Regions from separate parts of the Sus scrofa genome. Here region 2 is linked to region 1. The links are chromatin contacts, called in public HiChIP or PLAC-seq maps. All regions are on one chromosome and are shown on one strand. The core of a region is the stretch at or near the end of the contact, and the rest is flanking DNA. Distances in the headings are between cores, read along the strand shown. Region 1 holds the start of TMCC1 (transmembrane and coiled-coil domain family 1). Region 2 holds the start of RBSN (rabenosyn-5).

Evidence for each region. HiChIP or PLAC-seq counts read pairs in DNA pulled down with a chosen protein or histone mark.
Region 2: an H3K27ac HiChIP or PLAC-seq map of alveolar macrophages shows a contact between it and region 1. The contact joins the promoter of RBSN here to the promoter of TMCC1 in region 1. A contact is called at or near these places in 1 of 47 Hi-C or Micro-C datasets (epiblast stem cells) and 1 of 2 datasets of contacts at active chromatin or transcription factors (alveolar macrophages).

The regions. Positions count from the first base shown.
Region 1 is chr13:69,221,650-69,226,736 of Sscrofa11.1, reverse strand. It overlaps TMCC1 (transmembrane and coiled-coil domain family 1), which reads left to right and starts at 2,931. Exons shown (of 4, transcript NM_001258443.1): 1 at 2,931-3,245. The coding sequence starts at 3,018.
Region 2 is chr13:69,400,839-69,405,925 of Sscrofa11.1, reverse strand. RBSN (rabenosyn-5) reads right to left here and starts at 1,931. Exons shown (of 12, transcript XM_021069366.1): 1 at 1,808-1,931.

The sequences.
Region 1 (5,087 bases), core at 1,682-4,181:
AGTGGATGTGGCTGTGGCAAGATTTTGGTGTGGACACAAAGAATTTGAGTGGAAGACAGTGAAATTTCCCATTCTCATGGCTGCGTAGTTTGAGAGCAAAGAAATTGTGGTATTTAGAGAGTAGGAATGTACTGGTGAGAGAGAAATGTCTTCAACCCTGTCAACACAGTTTATGCTCCTGAGTCATGAAGAAATCAGGCAATGTGAAAGTAGGCATGAAAGAATGTGGTTAGCAGAGCTACAAAGACAGTGTCTGTATACATATAAGAAGGTCTTCTGAGAGTAGTTACCAGGAAGAAAGGCCTAGTAGGTTTGCATATCTGTCCCTTTGGACTCTAGTAGCCTTGAGTTAACAGTAAACTCTTACATCCAGCTGTTTTATGCCTTTTGGATTACAACTTGGTGGCCAGGAGTCCTCATATCCCCAGAAGATGACCACCCTAGTACTGCACTGGTAGTGACTTAGACCAGTCACAGTTCTTGGTGTAGTGTAGGGAGTTCTAAAGCTCTTTGAACCACAAGTTGAAGTAAAATTTGGAGATAAAGAACTTTCTACACCATACTTTGTCCTCTAGCAAGTTCTGTACATTTTTACAATTTTGTTTTATATATTTGCAGAAACTCAATATTAAAAAACAATGCTTTCTGTTATGAACAATCTCATCCCTATCATCTCCTCTTACTCTCTCTCTCTCTTTTTTTTTTTTTTTTTTTGCATGTGATTTCTGTAACCATGACATCTCTTAGTTTCAGCTTCCTTTTAATTTCCTGCATTTAATATTGGTGTGTGGTTGCTATTTGACCTTTCCTTTTCTCTGCTTTTCAGTCATACCCATTTATTTTATCACTTCTCTGCCTTTGAATTTGTGATACAGTTGTCCCTTGCTATCCTCAGAAGAATGGTTCCAGGACCCCTGCAGATAACAAAATCCTCAGATGCTCAAGTTCTTTATATATAATGGAAGTATGTACATTCTCCCAAATACTTTAAATCATCTCTAGATTATTTATAATACCTAATGCATGTAAATGCTATGTAAATAGTTTCTGGCCACATGGCAAATTCAGGTTTTGCTTTTTGGAACATTCTGGAATTTCCTATTTCTTGCCTTACCCTAATCCCTCAATATTTTTGATTTGAGGTTGGTTGAATCTGTAGCTATGGAACCTGTTGATGGATACACAGGACTGACTGAATGTATAGGAGAAGCCTCTGTCACAGATGACACTATTGAGAGAAAGGGATTTCTTTGAGTCTCTTTGGCTTTTTCTTTTCCAGGCCAGGGATTGAACCTGCACTGCAGTTGCAGCCTGCACCACGGCTATGGCAACGCAGTATTCTTAACCTGCTGCCCCACAAGGGAACTCTTTGAGTCAGTCTCTCTCTCCCTCTTTTTTGGCATGTGGAAGTTCCTGTGGCATGTGGAAGTTCCTGGGCAAGGAACTGAACCCATGCCACAGTTGCAGCCTGTACCACAGCTTTGGCAATGCTGGGTCTTTCATAACCTGCTGTGCCATAGGGAAGTTTTTCTCTCTCTTCTTTTGCTTTGTTCCTTCCTTCCTCCCTCCCTTCCCTCTCCTCCTTTTCTTTTCCTTTCTTTCTCTTGTCCTTCTGTCCTTCCTTCTTCTTCCTTCTTTTCCTTTCCTTTTAAAAAATTTTTATGGGCATATGGAAGTTCTGAGCCAGGAATGAAATCTGAGCTGCAGTTGTAACCTATGCCGTGCTGGATACTTTAACCTATAGTGCTGGCTGGAGATTGAACCCGTACCTCCACAGCAACCTGAGCAGCTGCAATCAGATTCTTAATCCACTGTGCCACAGAGGGAGCTCCCCTGAAGTCTTTTGTTAGCTGGTACTGAGCAAAGTTTTAGTCTCTCATAAGATAGGTTGTCTAGATGATTCACTCATATGGTGCCAAAATGTGATTTATTCTTTAGCAGAGAATTCAACTTATAAGAGTTTAATTTCCATTTTCTTCTCAAAAGAGCAAACCTATCACTTCTAATTGCCAGCGACCTTGATGAATATGAAAGGTAACTGGACATTCTTTTCCATTAAAATCCATATACAGTTAGGTTGAGATATCCACTTCTCATTATTATTTTTTGAATTTACAGAGTTTCAGCATACAGATAATTAACTGTGGTTATGAATGAAAGAAATGAATTGCTTCATCTAGATTGTACATATTGAATGTTCTGTTCTCTTCTGATTTCCTAAGTAAAGGCTGTTTTTTAAACTATTATGGTTTCGAGTCCAAGAAGATTTCTCTAGTATTCAATTCTTTATATTGAGACTTGTAGGGATTTTTTTTTTAACATTGCTATTTTCATTTCCTATGTACTTGTTTCTGAGCTTTTTCTCCTATTCTAGAAAATAATCATACTCACTATCTAGAAAACTATCTTTTAATCTTCTGATTAAAGATTGCTAAATGATAGTGCTTCTTTGTTTGGCTAATGGCATGTTTTTCTTTGTTTTAACACTGGAGTTTCTGCTTGGATTTATAATAGGTTCCCTTTTTTTTTTTTTTTTTTTTTAACATTAGATAGGCATGAAGCCTCCGTCTCAGAGCTGCATGTGTAGTTACTGTTGAAGCAATGCCTACCTAATTTGACAGTCTTGGTGTGTTTAAATTTTTTTGAGTTTGCAAATAATCATATTAAATCTACTGATGGAGCCTTCGGGCAGTGAACAGTTATTTGAGGACCCTGATCCTGGAGGCAAATCCCAAGATGCAGAGGCCAGAAAGCAGACAGAATCAGAACAAAAGTTGTCTAAAATGACCCACAATGCTTTGGAGAACATTAATGTGATTGGCCAAGGCTTGAAGCATCTCTTCCAGCACCAGCGCAGGAGGTCATCAGTGTCTCCACACGATGTACAGCAAATTCAGGCAGATCCAGAACCTGAAATAGATCTGGAAGGCCAGAACGCGTGTGCTGAGATTGATGGTGTCCCCACCCACCCCACAGCTTTGAATCGTGTCCTGCAGCAGATCCGAGTGCCACCCAAGATGAAGAGAGGGACAAGCTTGCATAGTAGGCGGGGCAAGCCAGAGGCCCCAAAGGGAAGTCCCCAAATCAACAGGAAATCTGGTCAGGAGATGGCAACTGTTATGCAGTCCGGCCGACCCAGGTCTTCATCCACTACTGATGCTCCTACCAGCTCCACTGTGATGGAGATAGCTTGTGCTGCTGCTGCTGCTGCGTGTCTGCCAGGAGATGAGGCACCTGCAGAGCGGGTAAGTCTGTTAGATTTTCACTTGACTTATTCTTTGTATTTAGGACGCTGCAAACTTTGCTTTTTGACTAAAAAGAGGTATCTCATCAAGTACTTCAAAGTTGTGGCAAAAGATAGCTTCCCTTTTCATTAAATAAATGGGATGAATAGTAATCATTATAGCTGATAATGAATGTTATAATTATATTCCTGTTTACTTCCTAATATATTGTTATGTTTTATTTTACTCTTTTGCTAAAACTTTGCATATACTCCATGTGCTCTTCATGAATGAAAAGGCTCAGTTTTCTGGTAGAGAAACAAAGATGCTTTGTTGTTGTTGCTTTAGTTTTGCACATGAACTGGCTTTTTTACATTAGTGAAGATAATGAAGTTCTAGTTTCTCTGTGCTTAGCATGGGAATATACTAAATTACTTCTAATTTCTGTACACATTGTCAGCATTTAGTATACATTTTGCCTTCCACTATGGAACATAGGCATCCTTAAGATGTACTCTTAATGAACAAGTGTTTTTTGGTCTGCCTAGAGAGGAGACCTAGGCATAAAAAATGTATGAGAAACTCCTTTCGTGTCACTCTAACTTCACTTCTCAGTTATGGTTAGTTCACTTCTCAAACTTCAAACTATTTCAAACTGGGGTTTGAAAACTCAAATGCATGTAACCAGGCAGGTAGTGACAGTGAGTGAATTCAAGTGTCTAAGGGCTTGGACAGACTAAAGAAAGAGTATGTACCCTTTGTAGTGGGGGGCATGTCTTCTTAGCTTTAGCTGATTGTTGTAATTTAGGATGGTAAGCCCAAGTCTTGCCATGGCTTCTCAGTTTTCAACAGAAACTAAATTAGATGAATAATCACTTTATTTTTAATATATTATGCAAACCAAACAGAATACATTTGTGGGCCAAGCCTGCTCCTTAGTTACCATCTTGGTATCTTTTGGCTTGGTTTGTATGTATTCCTTGAGACTTTTATGATAGTCGCTTTCATTCTGTGTCTGATTCTGGCACTGGTAAGTTCATTTTACAGGATATTTTAAATACCTTTAAATTTCTCCTCCCTAAGTGTGACACTAAAAACAAACAGATAGTGGACAGTAAATCACTCTAAAAATTAAAGATGTCAGCAAAACAGATCCACCAGAATAACAGAATCATCAGAATAATGATTCCCTCTTATTAAAATTAAAAATATAAATGAGGGAGTTCCCTGGTGGTCTAGTGGTTAGGACTTGGTGCTTTCACTGCTGCAACATGAGTTCAGTCCCTGGTCTGGGAGCTGAGATCCCACATCAGGCTGCTGCACAGTGAGGCCAAAAAAAAACCAAAAGTATAAATGGGGAAAAGTAGCTTATATTTATGGTATAATATCTTTCAAGTAAAAAGGACATTTTGTAATGATTATGCAATCTAGTTGGCAATAAAAACTAGCAATGTAGCTAGGTAATTTTTCTTAATTTGTACCGGAGAACATTAAGAGATTTATTACTGGTGATTCTAGGACTGCAGACTTGTATGTTATGAAAAGTATAGGAGTTTCTGCCATGGCACAGTATGTTAAGAAACCAACTGCAGGAGCTTGGGTGGCTGCAGAGGCATGGGTTTGATCCCTGGCCTGGTGCAGTGGGTTAAAGACTCTGGGTTGCCACAGCTGTGTCTTGGATTGAGTCTCTGGCCTGGGACCTTCCACATGCCTTGTGTGTGGCCATAAAGGAAAAACAAAGAAAAAGAAAAAGTATAAGTAAAGCATGTTGTGTGCATTCATATTGTTTTGGAAAACTTTATAGAGACGGAGGCAAGGGAGAACATTTTTTTTCATATATTTTGTTAATATTCTTTGTCAACT
Region 2 (5,087 bases), core at 682-3,181, 180 kb before region 1:
CTTGTTCTCTTCACAGTTCAGCAAGGGTACATGATGTTTTTCAGTGCCGCTTTCTGAAAACACAAACTGCCTTCTCAAATTCTTAGACCAAAACACAAAAGCTTCTTGGATATGAGAACATCACTAGACAACAGGTAACTCAATAAAGAGGCAAGCACAGATTCTTGAAGATAAGAGGAAAATATGACTTCAACAGTAATCATAATACCAAGGCAATTCTCTAACACTCATTCCAATGGTCCAACTTCATCATTTGTATGCCACTTTGGCCAATGGGGAAAAGTCAAAAGTAGTGATCAACAAACAGAAGATTTTATTTGACTCCTTTTACCCTATTTATTCAACCACATGTATGGAGCTCTTGCACCTATGTCAAAAAAGAGATAGCATCTCCCCTAAAAACACCGAACCAAACCAAAGAAAAATCTCAACCGTAAAGAAGAGCCTTAGAAACTTTGTGATCAAAAAGAAAAATCTATTTTGTGTCTTACATCTGTAGAGTAGTTTTTCTCAAGTAAATTTACTAGATTTTATGAACCAGCAAGCCTAATGCTCTCACTACTTCAAAAATAAAGGAATTTGATGCTTTAAGAATTCAGGGATTAATAAGTTACATTTTCGAGTATTATCACTTCCAATGTCACTTCACAAAGACTTCCAGCCAGGAGAACCCAGACAAAACCATTCCACAAAAACAAGAAACTTCCCCCCAAGAACCTGAGGCCACAAATTACAAGAGATTGTGAGGCAGAATGAATGTCCCTCAGCTTTGAGCTGTGGATGACCTGCTTAGAGGGCCACCCAGGAGAAACTGATTTCTGGCAATGACCCAGAAAATAAACAAACAAAACACGAGGTCTCTGTGTTCTTCCTCTAACTAAAAAGCCCTACATGCACCTCTCAGCCCCTTTCCCTGATGGTCGCTGAAACAGCAGCTCCTGGCCCCTCCCTAGACAGCGGTTGACCTGAGCTCCCTTCCTTCCCACGCCTGACCCTACCAACCACAATTCCAGCACATACCATCCCCCGCATGCCAAGGCACCCACCCTGCCTCCAGTCTCCTGTGGGGCGGCCCTGCACCTCTCCTCACAGCACTTATCTCAATTTGTAATCACAGGTACACAAGTCTATCAGCCTACAGGTCTGGAGGGCGGGGGCCACGTTCCCCACCACCACACCCCCACCACCACACCCCAAGGTGGGGCTCAGTGCCCCGCACAAACCACCGAGCAGGCAACAACGCTCCACGCATGAGTGAGTGAATGAATGAACGGCCACGACCCGTGCAATCACATAACCAGACACCCACCACAAACCAAAGGGATCGACCACAAACCACAGAGCCAGCTCCCACATCCACAACATATGCGAGCCCCTAACAACTTAAATCACCTCAAAACCACGAATAAAACCTACAGGGCCACGCGCCAGCCACTACGTAACTCAACACGAAGCGCACCCGCCGCACCACTACACAGGACGGGAAAGACTCGTCCTCACAGGGCACACACGACACCTTCACGCGGACGCCATACAAACCCTGAACTCAAACACCTTAACCTCCCACAAGCAGAGACTCAAACACAACCACCTGGGCGCCCAACCGCAGATCCCACAGCCCAGCGCAACCACACAACCAGGGTCCAATCATCGTCGGCCCGTGAGGGAAACGCGGCCCGCGAGCTGCAGCGCCCACCACGCACGTCCCACCCACCACTGCACACGGGTCCCACGCCCCCCGGCCGGCTCCTGAGGGGAGCCGCACCCCATCCCACCCCGCACGCACGCCCAGCCATCGGTACCCCACCGGTTCCCGCGGGCTCGCAGTCCTGAGACCCGAGTTCTGGGCCTCCGCGGCCCCTCACGCAGGAGCGACCGCCATCTCCATCGACTGCTCGGCGCTCGGCAGGCGCGCCTGCGACGGCGCCCAAACCGGAAGGCAGGCTGACAGACGCCGGAAGAGCGCCGAGTCTTCGAGGGGTGGGCAGACTCCCCAGGCACGGACAGCTGCGGCTTCAGCGAAGGCGCTCTTAGAAGTGGCAGGGGGCGGGGGCTCTGCCATTTTACGAGGTTTTTGACGCCCCAGGTTGTTAGGTGCCGAGCATTAGACCCCGTCCCTGACTATGCACACCACTGTACAGATGAGAAAACTGAGGCGTTCCCATTGTGCCCCAACGGAAACGAATCCGACTAGTATTCATGAAGATGCTGGTTGGTTCCATCCCTGGGCTCGCCAGCGTTTGCCAGTGAGCTGTGGTGTAGGTCGCAGAGGCGGCTGGGATCCAGCATTGCTGCGGCTGTGGTGTGGGCCTGCAGCTGTAGCTCCGATTAGACCCCTAGCCTGGGAAATTCCATATGCCACAAGTGTGGCCCTAAAAAGCAAAAAAAGAAAACTGAATCCTGTAGTTCTTTAGCGCTTGACGGGGGTGCACAATGAATGAGGTAGTGAGGCGTCTTTAATGCCTCTTGCACCCGCAACTGCAGTTCTAAGTTAAAGTCAATTAACGCTCCCAAGCACTAGAGAGAAAAGGAACGCTCAAGCCTGGAGGATGTGAAAACATCTGGAATAGAAAGAACCGCATGAGAGTGGGGCCTGGAATGAGAAGGAGTATCGATCCCAGGTGTGTACGTTGCGGTCAGGGAAAATCTGTGGCATTTTCAAAGGGAAGTCAAAACCTCTGTGAGAGAACACCCCACACCTGTTAGAGGAGCTATTATCAAAAAGAAGCATTGGTGAGGATATGAGATGAACAGTTGTGCACTATTGGTAGGAATGCATATTGGTGCAGCCACTATGAAAAACAGGATGGCGGTTCCTCAAAAAATTAAAAAATAAAGCTACTATATGATCCACCAATTCCAGTTCTTGTTGTTTATCTGAAAAATAGGAAAACACTAACTCAAAAGATAGCTGCATCTGCCTGTTGCAGCATTCCTTACAGTAACCAAGAATATGGAAACAGCCAAAGTGTCCATTAACAGATAATGAATGGATAAAGAAAATGTGATAAAATTATATATACAATTTAGCCATAAAAAGGATGAAATCCTACCGTTTGCAACAACATAGATGGACTTGGGCATTAGGCTAAGTGAAATAAATCAAACAGAAAAAGCAAATACTGAAGTTCTCTTGTGGTGCAGTGGGTTAAGGATTCCACATTGTCACTGCAGAAGCTTGGGGAGGTGGGTAGAAATGAGCAAAGGGGGACAAGAGGTACGAAATTCCAGTTATAAGACAAATTAGTCTTGGGATATAATACACAGCATGTTGACTCTAGTTAATAATACTATATCGCATATTTCAAAGTTCCTGAGAGAGTAGATCCTAAAAGTTCTCATGACATGAGAAAAAAAGTTTGTAACTATGTATGGTGACAGATGTTAGACTTATTGTGGTGATCATTTTGCAATATATACAAAGATTGAATCATTATGGTAACTGATATAACATTATGTCCAGTATACCTCAAAAATGGAGTTCCCGGAGTTCCCATTGTGGCTCAGTGGTTGGCAAATCTGACTAGGAACCATAAGGTTGCGGGTTCGATCCCTGGCCTCGCTAAGTGGGTTAAGGATCTGGCATTGCCGTGAGCTGTGGTGCACGTCGAAGACGCAACTCGGATCCCGCCTTGCTGTGACTGTGGTGTAAGCTGGCGGCTACAGCTCCGATTCGACCCCTAGCCTGGGATCCTCCATATGCTGTGGGAGCAGCCCTAGAAAAGGCAGAAGACAAAAAAAAAAAAAAAAAAAAAAAAAATGGAGTTCCCATTGCGGCTCAGCAGATTAAAAATGCAACTAACATCCATGAAGATGCAGGTTCCATCCCTGGCCTCGCTCAGTGAGATAAGCTTCCAGCATCGTTGCAAGCAATGGCATAGGTCACAGATGTGGCTTGGATCTGTTGCTGCTGTGGCTGTGGTATAGGCCAGCAGCTGCAGCTCTGATTCAACCCCTAGCCTGGGAACTTCCATATGCTATGAGTGTGGCCCTAAAAAGAAAAAAGAAAAAAAAAGGATGCTCAGTTAGCCCCTACACCATGCCCTGCACTGTGCTGGGTACCATGGAGTATCTAGGGAAAAAACCTCATCCCAGCCCTTGGGAGCTGTTTGCTTTGTGCCCTGCACTAGCGCTGGCCTTCAGCAATGGCTGGGACACCAGAAGAAGAGCTACACAGAATAATGGGAAGATCCTGAGCTTTGGGGTCAGAAGGTAGCCTCAATTCATGTTCCAGTAGTGGTACTTGATTGCTTTGACTCCTATTATCACAGTCTGTAAAATGGAGATAAAAATAGTTTCCACCTTATAGGATTGTCAAGACTGGGTGAGGTTACATGGGCTGGGGGGAGTGCACTGGGTGGTGTGTGTGTCCCTAACACTGGCTGCACCTCTGCTTCTCTGAACTGGAGCACTGATTCTGCAGCTAGTGTTGGGCTTCCATGAACTTCTGTTTAGGGACTTGAGGCTTCTGGCATGGAGAGCACTGAGTTTTTGGAGAATAAATGCCAGCAAAAGGGCGGTGAGCTAGGTGTTTAGAGACGTGGGGTCTATCCAAGCTGCACCTTACTCTGTGACTTTGAACAGGTCCTGTCCCCTGGATTGGCCTCAGTTTCCCCACCTGTACAGCTAAAATAGGTCCCAAAGCTCTTTTCACTTTACAGGGTTGGGAGGCATGGTCAGGAACCCTGCCCTGTGAACTGACACAGACAAGGAAGAGACTTGCCAACCTGTCATAAACAAAGCAACAGACCCAAATCTGCCTCTGTCACTGGCCTCTGCCTTGGGTCCTGGTAGCCAGGGCTGGGAGTGAAAACACGTTATTGCTTGTCTGGGACCACAGGAGTCCCAGAACAAGCCATGCTCCCAGGCAGGACAATGTCTGTGGTCAGGGGATAAACCTTTTATCAATCCATCATGATTTTTTTCTGTTGTTCTATCATTTACAAATGCTAATGTCACATTTGCCATTTCATTTGTTCAAAAAAGCAATCGCCAGGAGTTCTTTTGTGGCGCAGCAGGTTAAGGACCTGGCATTTTCACTGCAGTAGCTTGGGTTGCTGCTGTGGCATGGGTTCAATCCCTGGTCC